Linked DNA regions of Sus scrofa: region 1 is linked to region 2. A link is a contact called in public HiChIP or PLAC-seq data. All regions are on one chromosome and are shown on one strand. The core of a region is the stretch at or near the end of the contact, and the rest is flanking DNA. Distances in the headings are between cores, read along the strand shown. Region 1 has its middle 6.7 kb from the start of FAM174B. Region 2 overlaps CHD2 (chromodomain-helicase-DNA-binding protein 2).

Region 1 (5,296 bases), core at 2,780-5,279, 100 kb before region 2:
CTTTGAACAGCTTTTGGAAGCTATAACTCTTAGAAATCTGTCTCCTAGGAGCTGAAGTTTAAAAATCTACTGATATTGGACTTCCCTGGTGGCCTAGCAGTTAAGGATCTGGTGTGGTCACTGCTGTGACATGGGTTCCATCCCTGGCCCGGGAACTTATGCATGCCACAAGTGGGACCAAAAAATAAATAAAAGAATTTAAACCAAATAAATAGGGAGTTCCCAACGTGGCTCAGCAGTAATGAACACAACTAGTATCCATGAAGACGTGGGTTCAATCCCTGGTCCTGCTCATTGGGTTATGGATCCAACATTGCTGTAAGCCACGTGTAGGTCACAGATGCAGCTTGGATCCAGTATTGCTGTGGCTGTGGTGTAAGCCACAGCTCCAATTCAACCCCTACCCTGGGAATTTCCATATGCCGAGGGTTCAGCCCTAAAAAGACCAAAAAGAAAGAAAAAAGTAAATACATAAAAGCTACTGACATAAACGAAGTGCGGGAAGAAAAATATATATATATTTTTTTATCTCCAGAGCCTTTGAAAACAGGGATTCCACTCTCTTCAAAGGAAAGAAAAGTGCTTGTAAATTTGCCCCTTAACTCAGGCCTGCCGGAATCAAAAAGGGAATCTAGGTTGTCTCCTGTCCTGACTCAAGGCGCAGTCTTGGCTGCTATGTTGGCAAGTTGTAGGCACATTCCAACAGGGTGAGGGCCTATGCCTCAAAACTTTCTAGTCTCCCTAAATCTTCCTCTCTTCCTCATATCAAATAGCCCTAAGCCCTGCGCTTCATTCTTTCTAGGCCCTCAGAATAGCAATTAAGAACTGGGGCTTGAGAGTCAGGAAGTCAGTTGCCTTCTGGATCTGTCATTTACAAACTGTGTGATTTGGGGCAGGTTAACTTCTCTGGGCCTCAGTTTCCTTCCCTCAAATTCAGAATGTTTCTTTCTTGTGAGGATGTGCTTAACACAAGGCCTGGTACAAATGAGCTTTTGACAGATGGCAGTGATTGTTAACCCTTCTACCTCCCTAATCCACCTTCTGCCTGCACTCAGTCCTCATTCTCCTTTGACCAGTTGCTTCATAATGGATCTCCAGCCCTCCAGCCTAGACCTCTGAGCTGCTTGCTATTCCTGGTACCACCTTCCCTTTAAATATGCTTTTTCTGTATCATCTGCCTAGTAAATCCCTCCTCATTCATCAAAACTCAAACAAGGAGTTCCCGTCATGGTGCAGCAAAAACGAATCCGACTAGGAACCATGAAGTTTCGGATTCCATCCCTGGCCCTGCTCGGTGAGTTAAGGATCCAGCATTGCCATGAGCTGTGGTGTGGGTCACAGACATGGCTTGGATCTGGCATTGTTGTGGCTCTGACATAGGCCGGCAGCAACAGGTCCGATTAGACCCCTAGCCTGGGAACCTCCCTGTGCCTTGGGTGCAGCCCTAAAATGCAAAAAAAAAATATATATATATATATATATAAATTTATAATTTCATCATCAGGATAGTGAGGTTTGAGGTTTTTTGGTTTGGTTTGGTCTTTTGCTTTTTTAAGGCCACACCTGTAGCATATTAGGCTAGGGGTCTAATTGGAGCTGTAGCCACCGGCCTACGCCAAAGCCGCAGCAAAGCAGGATCCGAGCTGAGTCTGCGACCTACACCACAGCTCGTGGCAACGCCGGATCAGATCCTTAACCCACTGAGCAAGGCCGGGGATCGAACCCGAAACCTCGTGTTTCCTCGTCGGATACGTTAATCACTGGGCTACGACGGGAACTCCTAAAGACTGCTAGATTTAACAAAAATACAAGGTGCCCAGCAGATAAACAACAGACAAGATTTTAGTGTAATTTTGTCCCAAATATTACTTACACTAAAAAAAAAAAAAAAAAAAGATTCATTGTTTATCAGAAATTCACGGTTGACTGAGTGGCCTCCAGTATTTTATCCCACAGCCCTACCTGAAAGGCTGAACTCCCAAACCCTGTCTTCCTGCATTCAAACCGGCTAATTCTTAGAAAATGTTATGAACTGTACCATTTTACCTTTATTAAATAAATAAGCAAGCACAATCTACCAACTGTGCTTGCTAAAATTTTCTACATGTTTAAACACTTTGCTTTCTTCTGAAACTCCGTGATTATATTTACCTAAAGTTAGATTCTAATTTCTACGAATTTAGTCTCTAAGCCACTTAACAGTAGAATTAGATCTGAGAGGGAAAATCCAGGTGACTCTACATCTGAAGTCTCTGTTCTGCAGTAAATTCTAACAGAGATAGGGACACTGTGGGCCATTACAAACCCCACAGAGCTGTTTGGGCTGTAAAATACCACTTCCCTGCAGAGGAAAGAGGAAGCCCCACTATTCAGCTCTGGCACCTACACTGGCCAGCTCAGCAGCCATTAAGTATTATTATAGACGAGGCTTTCCACGACAAAACTATTTTAAAAATTAGAAAAATCATCCTATCTGAAATGGGGCATTTCCTGATTTCAGTTTTTTGGCACAGGTTCACGTCCTGTAGGAAAAAAAAAAAATTCAAGCGGCACATATTTTTGTTTCATAACCACAGCTCCCTTTACATTAAATCACATTCCCCTGAAGCTTCAAAGTGGTTGACAACTCTACACGACGTATCTTTTTGTTACATGTAATTAGTTTTCCCTGCGGTTCTGAAAAGTAAGATGATGTCACAAGTGCATCCCTTCCTTAACACCCAAACTTGAAAAACCAACGCTGTCCTGGGTGTCTAAACTCATGCAAAACATTTGCTTAGTGCTCAAATATCACAACTATGCGTTCTGGAAAACAAGAAGATCCGTCAAAAATTACTAAGAAGTGGCGCATGGAATGCGAGAGAATTCACATTAGGGATAAAAAGAGACGTGTTAAAAGGGGATTGGGGTGAAGGTGGTTTAATACAGCCGAGAAGCATGAGGGAAACAGCTCAGCCGGGAGCGGAAAATCAATTTGCCAGGGCCATAGTAAGACTGGAACATCATGTCTACACTTGTCAGAATCCATCCTGGCTCCCCCTGTAATGTCTGCAGTCGGAGCATGAGTACAGGAGATATGCCTCATACCAGTTTAACCACGGAAAAGACTACTACCACCGAGCAAATCTTCAGAGGAGGAACAGACCGAAGGACGATCTTTTACGAACTAAAGAGATTTAGTACGTCAAAAGCTTTACTCAGGAAAAACCAAAATTTCTTTGTCATCCACTTGTTTTCTGGATGGCTTCTAGTGAATATTGCTTGGTAGGGAGAATCATTTCAGAGTCACGGAGAATATATCTTGGATGTTTATGCTACAAAAACTAGGAGAATTATGTTATCTGTTCCTTCGGAAAAGTGAAGCAGCAATAAACCACCGCTTAACTAGTAAATCATAAAAGCTACATGGAGGAAAGCCCAACGACTAAGAAGCTGGAAAAAAAATCTCAAAAAACTGTAAAAACTGATCTACAAAGAGAGGAAAATTTTTCTGATGCATGCTAAACCCATCCTGTTGCTTCTTACAAACTTTGTTTTTTGGAAATTTCCAGTATGTTATAAGTCGTCATTCTGTCAAAAAATGTTTGCTTCGGAGCCCCATCATTCTTAAACCTGTTGCATAGTCAGTGTGACTTTACTCATGAAGTTCTTTTCTGCCTTTCCTGTATGTTCAGTAGCTCTTCCTGCAACAGAGTCGTATTTATTTTTCGGTTTCTTTCTTTCTTTTTTTTTTTTTCCCTTAACTTGGTCATGAGGAAGCCTATTCATTCCGACATCAGTTGCCTAAGTATAGACTAGTCCTGCCCTGGAAATTGCGAACTGAATTTGATTTCCTCTAAGAAGATAAAATGGAGAAGCTGCTTTACATTTTCACTCAAAGGGCAACTGGCGCCGAAGTTTGGGGCCGGAAATGCGCGGGTGCCTTTAAGAAGAACCGGGGTAATTTTCCATCGCCCCCCCCAGCCCCGCCCACGCGGCGGGCGGCAGGGCGCGTCGGAGCGCGGCTGCGCGGTGGGGCGCGGCGCGGGCCTCCCGTTGCCTGGATACCAGCTCCCACCCCTGGGCGACTGAAGCCCTATTGTTTCCAAGATGGCGCCGAGTCCTGTCTTAATGTGCCAGAAACAAAGCCAGCTAAATACCCTTGAGCTTAGCGGAAAGCAAGGGTCTTAGGGCCGGCTTTAAGAGTGTTCTATGTCAATATTTATTTACTATTATAATGTTACAAAAATCCTCTTAGGTTGTCTAAATGGGGAGAAAATCAGGGATCGCCTCGGGGTGTGTAAGCCCTGGCCTTTTTCCATAGCAGGGCTTGTGGCTTCAAAGTTGGTGATACATTCTTTTCTTTTGGTAAGAATTCTGGTTTTTCCTGTTTAACTAGCTCAGAAAGACGTCTCTTTTTAAGTGTAAACTGGACCATGCCGCTTAACCTTAGAGACCGTATAATTATGTGGAGCTCAACTGGGGTACTAGCTCTTGACTGTGTCCCCTCCCCTTTAAAAATACCTGTTGGGCTGCAAACTATTATATGTAGAATGGATAAACAATAAGGTCTTACCTCATAGCATAGGGAACTATATTTAATATTCTGTAATTAAACCATAATGGAAAATAATGTCTTTTAAAAAGAACATATGTGTATGTATAACTGAGTCACTTCTCAGTATAGCAGAAGTTAACATTGTAAGTCAGCTATATTTCAATTAAAAAATTGTTTAAAAACCTGTTCGTTTTTCTCTTTATCTTGAATAGTTGCTTTATGTTCAAATTAATGGTACCATTATAATTATTATAAGATTGTAAATTTTTGGGGGAGAAGTATGTTTTAACCATCTTTGTATCCCAGAAGTGTTTCTGCCCATAATAAACCTCCAAAGAATGTTAAGTAAGTCTCATTAACTACCGAGGCTTTAAACTGTGGAAAGCACTGTACTATGAAGTAGGTACCCCCATTTTTTTCTCCCATGTACCAGAAACTAAGGCACCAGGAGGTTAAGTGCCTGAAGCACCACAGCTAGTAAACACTGGAATGATTCAAACCCGGACAGCCTGAGAGCTTGTGCTAGCCTGCCATTGTACTATACTGCTGTCTGTAAATAGTGCAGAGAGTCCATGATGTCTTCTAACTGCAGTACTTTCAGGGAGGAGTGTGCAAGTCTCTTTCTCTTGACTTGCATTCTTTGTCGTGAATAAACTTTTCACATTTGTTTCAGTCAGGGCATTTAGATGCTAACCATACCCTGAGCTTAAAGACCCAAACCCAGGCAGTATTGGTGGCAGGTGTTGAGGAAATATAATT
Region 2 (5,625 bases), core at 1,653-4,152:
TTTCCTTTTCTCATTTTAGAACAGTGCCCAAACCTCGTGTGAAAAAGCAACCTAAGACTCAACGTGGAAAGAGGAAAAAACAAGATTCTTCTGATGATGATGATGAAGATGATGAAGCTCCCAAAAGGCAGACTCGCCGCAGAGCGGCTAAAAATGTTAGGTAGGTGAAGCCACAGAAGGTTTTCATTTGTATGAGGGATGATGATAGTGAAGTTGGCTGGAACTTTGTTCTAAGAAGTCCAGGATTAGGCATCTGATAGGCAGAAATAACGACCCATGTCTTGAGGTCGTATTCAGAAATCTGGCTACAGTTCTTGCAAAAAGAATGGCGTTGGCCAATAGGAATAGTGATACCTTATTTCAAACCTTCAACTACTTCAAGTTCATGTTTTGTTCAGGTGGTGGTGGTGGTATTGTCACTGTGGTTTTTTTTTTTTTTTTTTGGCCACACTGGGGTCATGTGGAAGTTCCCAGGTCAGGGATTGAACTGAGCCACAGCAGCAACCTCAGCTGTTGCGGTGACAAAGCTTGATCCTTAACCTGCTGTGACACACGGGAACTCCCTGTTTTCACTATTTTATAACATTCTTTTTTTTTTTTAAGGGCCACACTCCCAGCATATGGAAGTTCCTGGGCTAGGGGTCTTGTCGGAGCTACAGCTGCCGGCCTACACCACAGCCATAGCCACTTGGGATCTGAGCCATGTCTGCAGCCTACACCATAGCTCATGGCAATGCTGGATCCTTAACCCACTGAGTGAGGCCAGGGATTGAACCTGCAACCTCATGGATCCTTGTCGGATTTGTTTCTGCTCCGCCACGATGGACCTCCATAACATTCTTTTTTAGGAAAGACATTTGGATTGTGTTTTTAATTCTGCGTTTCTCTGAATGTGCTCAGACACATTGTTCTAAGTTTCAGCTTATGTATTGTCATTTGGATATAGTAATTTTATCAAGCTTTCTGATAGGATATGAAACATTAATAGAAAATGAAATAAAGGAGTAGATATATGCAAACAAATATTTAACTTTATATGAATCAAAACATTTAATTTCCTTTTAGAGGAGGATATGCAGGTTTCTTTTGGTCTACTTAGAGATGGTGAAACTGAGTGTTGGAGTTATTAATAATCTGTCCAGTGCATTCAGTTAATAATTTGAAAGCTATGGCTGGGTTTTATGTATGTTAGTGTGTAGCTTAGGAGGAAAATCCTACACCTGCACTGAATCCAGAATTGTGTTTTTTTCTTTTTTTCTTTTTTTTTTTATTTTTTTTATTTTCCCACTGTACAGCAAGGGGGTCAGGTTATCCTTACATGTATACATTGCAGTTACAGTTTTTTCCCCCACCCTTTCTTCTGTTGCAACATGAGTATCTAGACATAGTTCTCAATGCTGTTCAGCAGGATCTCCTTGTAAATCTATTCTAGGTTGTGCAGAATTGTGTTTTTTTCTTGAGTAACTTCCATACCATTTGTTGTTTATACATGGTGGAAGGTTATGTTTTAATATCTTGTAACCAAAAATTATGCTCATAATGTTCTCAGTGAAAGTTGAGATTACTTAAATTTCATATTCTTACTATTAAGAGACAAAATGCAGGGTTTTAATCTAATGAAATAGTAACAGTTTCTTCCATTTATCATGCATTTTCTTTCTTTGAAATTGTTTCCTTATTATACATAGTAATGATCTCATTAAGGAATGAAAACATAGGAGTGTCTTTGTGGTTTTTTATGTCTTACTTACAAAAAATCACCATCTTCTGTTTTTATTTTGAAATATGAGGTAGCCTTCCTGCAGCTGTCTATGAGCAGGTATTAATTCTTTAGGAAAAAGATGAACTTTGTGCCCACTTTATCTGTGGCTGATCTGTAAACCAGCATATTGGAGCTAAAAGGGAATATGGTTCCTTATTCTAAGGATATTATCACATATGGCGTTTGAAAAAATAGTTTTTCATTTATTCGGCATTATTCCTCACGCAGTTACAAAGAAGACGATGACTTTGAGACTGACTCAGATGACCTCATTGAAATGACCGGAGAAGGAGTTGATGAACAACAGGATAATAGTGAAACTATTGAAAAGGTCTTAGATTCAAGGCTGGGAAAGAAAGGAGGTATGTGTCTTTGGGGAGCAAATTACTTTTTTTTTTTTTTTTTTTAAATAAAAGTTGATTCTTAAATCACGACAGGCTCTAAGTCCTTCATAGGAGCTGTAGGTGGCAACAGATGTTGTGGCAGGGAATCCAGATGTTTAAACAGGAGTGGAGTTAAGATCATCATTGCCTCAGACACAGGAAACAACTTACTTTTTTTTTTTTCCTTTTAAGGGCTGCTCCCACAGCATATGGAAATTCCACGGCTAGGGGTTGAATCGGAGATAACAGCTGCCAGCCTGTGCCACAGCCGCAGCCACGCCAGATCTGAGCTGCGTCTGTGACCTACACCACAGCTCACGACAATGCTGGATCCTTAACTCACTGAGCAAGGCCAGGGATCGAACCCCCATCTTCATGGATACTAGTTGGATTCACTTCTACTGTGCCAATGAGAACTCCTAAAATAGCTTACTTTTTATCAGATTTCTTAATCCTGCCTGTGATCAGGGGCCCTTCACCATAGCCTCTGCTTTTAGCTTCTTGAATTACTTTTGTTCCTCTTTCTGTTTCTGCTTGAATGCCTTATCTTCCTTGTCCCATCTCCTTGGCCTGCTTCTTGGGTTGCTTCAGGGGCTTCTTGCCACCTTTGTGGCCAGATATGTCACCTGTTGCCCCTTCCCCAGACACTACCATTGAAAGCCAGCAAGTTACTTTTTATATCTGCTCAGTAAGAAAGGCCCAGATTTTATGTATTCAGCTCCTAAAGGATGAATTTCAGTCCATGCTCATATTTGTTGTGAAATGCGGAAGTTTTTCTGACTCAATTTTGATGTCTCAGAGCTGAGACTGTAGGGCAGTGTTCTGTTATGTCTTTGAGATTTTTAAATTAAGGTAGTTAAAAGTATGTTAATATCTTTAAAAGCAGTGATGTAGCAGAGATTCCTCCTTATTAAGATTAAGTGAATCTACCTTTAGGTTAAGTATCAGACTGGTTAAAATACTTATTTGGGCAATAGTGAAGAATTTTTTATATCCAAATTGAGATATTTCATAACTCAGTTTTTGAAAGTTACCTTTCCATATAGGAAATATCAAAATAATACCTAATTCCATTTTCATTGTCTTTTTTCATCCAGCCTCGCTTCAGATTAACAGGGTTGATAGAGAACTTCGAGTGGATGGGTGATTGGGGAGATTTAAAATTTTTTTACTTTGTTCTTAGTATTCCTAGAGAGAGTTAGTACGGACCAAAACAAAAGAACGTTGCTGTTTGATTTTTATCGTGCTAAGACACAAAGATTTCTTGAATTTCACCAGTAAATTTTGGAATGTTTTTTATTTATTTCATTTTTTTTTCTTCAAGGCTGTGCCCGCAGCATGTGAAAGTTCCTAGGCCAGGGATTGAATCTGAGCTGCATCTTCAACCTGAGCAGCAACTGCTGGCCTTGAACCCACTGTGCCTGGCTGGGGATCCAACCCGCACCTCCACTAGTGACCTGAGCCACTGCAGTTAGATTCTTAAACCATTGCACCACAGTGGGAACTCCTGTTTATTTCATATTTTAAAATTTTATTGAAAAACGGTTGGTTTATAATGTTGCAGTAATGTTTGGGGTACAATGAAGTGATTCAGTACATAGTCATTCTTTTTCAGATTCTTTTCACATGTAAATTATCATAGAACATTGGGTAGAGTTCCCTGTGCTGTACAGCAGGACCCTGTTGGAAGAATCATTCCGTATGCAATAGGTGCATACGCCAATCCCAAACCCCCAATCCATTCCTACCCCCCACCTGTCTGGAATGTTTTTTATTGTAAAAATTGGGTTTGCATTTTGAAAATAGTTGAAGTTTGTTGCTCATGTTCATCCTTGAATTGTTTGTGAATATCTGCTTATTTCAAGTTAAAGGATTTTAGTGCTTCATCCAGAAAGAGATCCTATAGATGATTATGTACCTGGAAGGCTTTACAGTGCCTGGTTTAATATACTTTCTAAAATTTCATTGAATCCTTTTGCAGCCACTGGAGCTTCTACTACTGTATATGCAATTGAAGCTAATGGAGACCCTAGTGGCGACTTTGACTCTGAAAAGGATGAAGGTGAAGTTCAGTACCTCATCAAGTGGAAAGGCTGGTCATATATCCACAGCACGTGGGAGAGTGAAGAGTCCTTACAGCAACAGAAAGTGAAGGGTCTAAAAAAACTAGAGAACTTCAAGAAGAAAGAGGACGAAATCAAGCAGTGGTACGTTATCTGTCCTGGACCAAAGAAATATATTTGCCTCCTGAGGGAAGGGAAGGTTTTTAAATGGTGCATAGAGAAACAAGGCTGTCTAGGATATCAAATTTTGCCTAAATCATCTGAATGAACATAGAGCCATCCATAGTTAACGTTTTATGAAATTGTGACCTTAAGAGACTATATATTTTTGTGTATAGCCATCAAATTTGTAGAGTTTAATATTAATAACAAGCATATGGAGCATTTTTCAGACATCATCTCTCTAATCCTCGCAATAACCCTATGAGATTTGTACTGTTGAACAAGATGTTGTAGATGGGGAGATTCAGGTAGAGAGCAACTCTGTGAGTGGGCCCAGGATTGGAGTTCCAAAGCCAGGATTGGAGTTCCAAAGCTAATGTTCTTAAGCACCTTGCTTCTTTTCTGTGGTTGTGCTTGGGTGAGTGAGATGTCAGGAATTAATATTCTAGAGTTCTCTGGGTAATGGTACACTTAAAGCTGATCTTGGTTCTACACAATTTACAGAAATGATGTGCCAGAAATATTCTGAAACTATGATAGCCCATGGTTTTTAGTTTACTTACAGCTTTGAATGTGATAGGTCGTGTATGAGAAATTTGTGGGGCTATAGCACACACAAACCTAGCAGAGTAATAAGAAGTATTAAGTTGCCCCTGAAGACATCCCTGTCAGTGTCATGTGATCAGATTATTTTATGTTAGAAATAGGGACAAAATGGGTTCTGATTCCCATTTTATTACTATGCAAAATGTGCTATTTCAGTAAATCACATATTTTTCCTTTGAGTCAAAAGCAGAGGTATGTATCCCTAAGATAGGAGTTAGGTTATAAAACATTTAGAAATTTAAAATCCTCAAAAGTATGGTATTACTTAATTCCAAGTGTTGTCCTCATAACTAAGAATAACTAGTTTTCCAAAAAAAGGCGCATTTAATCACTCCTAAAGCCCATACATATATGGAAAAATGGCATGTTTTCTTTTAAATCTGGAACAGTTTTCTTGTCCTCATCTGTTAAGATAAATGAATTTATCACATGAGATCACATGAATTTATTATACAAAAAAGTAATTTTAGGTTTCTTTATAAATAGGCCACATCAGAGAGAACTAGTATAAGTCTAAGGTTTTTAGTATTTTTACAAGTCATGTTTTTTTGTAAAAATCTCTGGCCTAATTACTAGTAAAAGATTATTAAAGGGATAGATGGAAGTAAAGACTAAGTTTCCTTTCCTTTCCTGCCTTGACTTTGTTTTG

What was found. HiChIP or PLAC-seq counts read pairs in DNA pulled down with a chosen protein or histone mark.
Region 1: a contact with region 2 is called in an H3K27ac HiChIP or PLAC-seq map of alveolar macrophages. The contact joins two enhancer-like sites. A contact is called at or near these places in 1 of 5 promoter capture datasets (liver) and 2 of 2 datasets of contacts at active chromatin or transcription factors (alveolar macrophages and skeletal muscle).

The regions. Positions count from the first base shown.
Region 1 is chr7:86,172,589-86,177,884 of Sscrofa11.1, reverse strand. No RefSeq gene overlaps it. Among named protein-coding and RNA genes, the nearest start is that of FAM174B, 6.7 kb to the left of the region's middle. Within about 2 kb of position 4,029, at least 73 of the 83 cell types and tissues checked have an H3K27ac peak or open chromatin away from gene starts, as enhancers often do. A contact at or near this core is called in alveolar macrophages, where this site is marked.
Region 2 is chr7:86,066,823-86,072,447 of Sscrofa11.1, reverse strand. CHD2 (chromodomain-helicase-DNA-binding protein 2) reads left to right here. Exons shown (of 38, transcript XM_021099370.1): 6 at 20-160; 7 at 1,991-2,124; 8 at 4,127-4,352. It also overlaps the pseudogene LOC110261692. Among named protein-coding and RNA genes, the nearest start is that of CHD2, 38 kb to the left of the region's middle. Within about 2 kb of position 2,902, at least 2 of the 83 cell types and tissues checked have an H3K27ac peak or open chromatin away from gene starts, as enhancers often do. A contact at or near this core is called in alveolar macrophages, where this site is marked.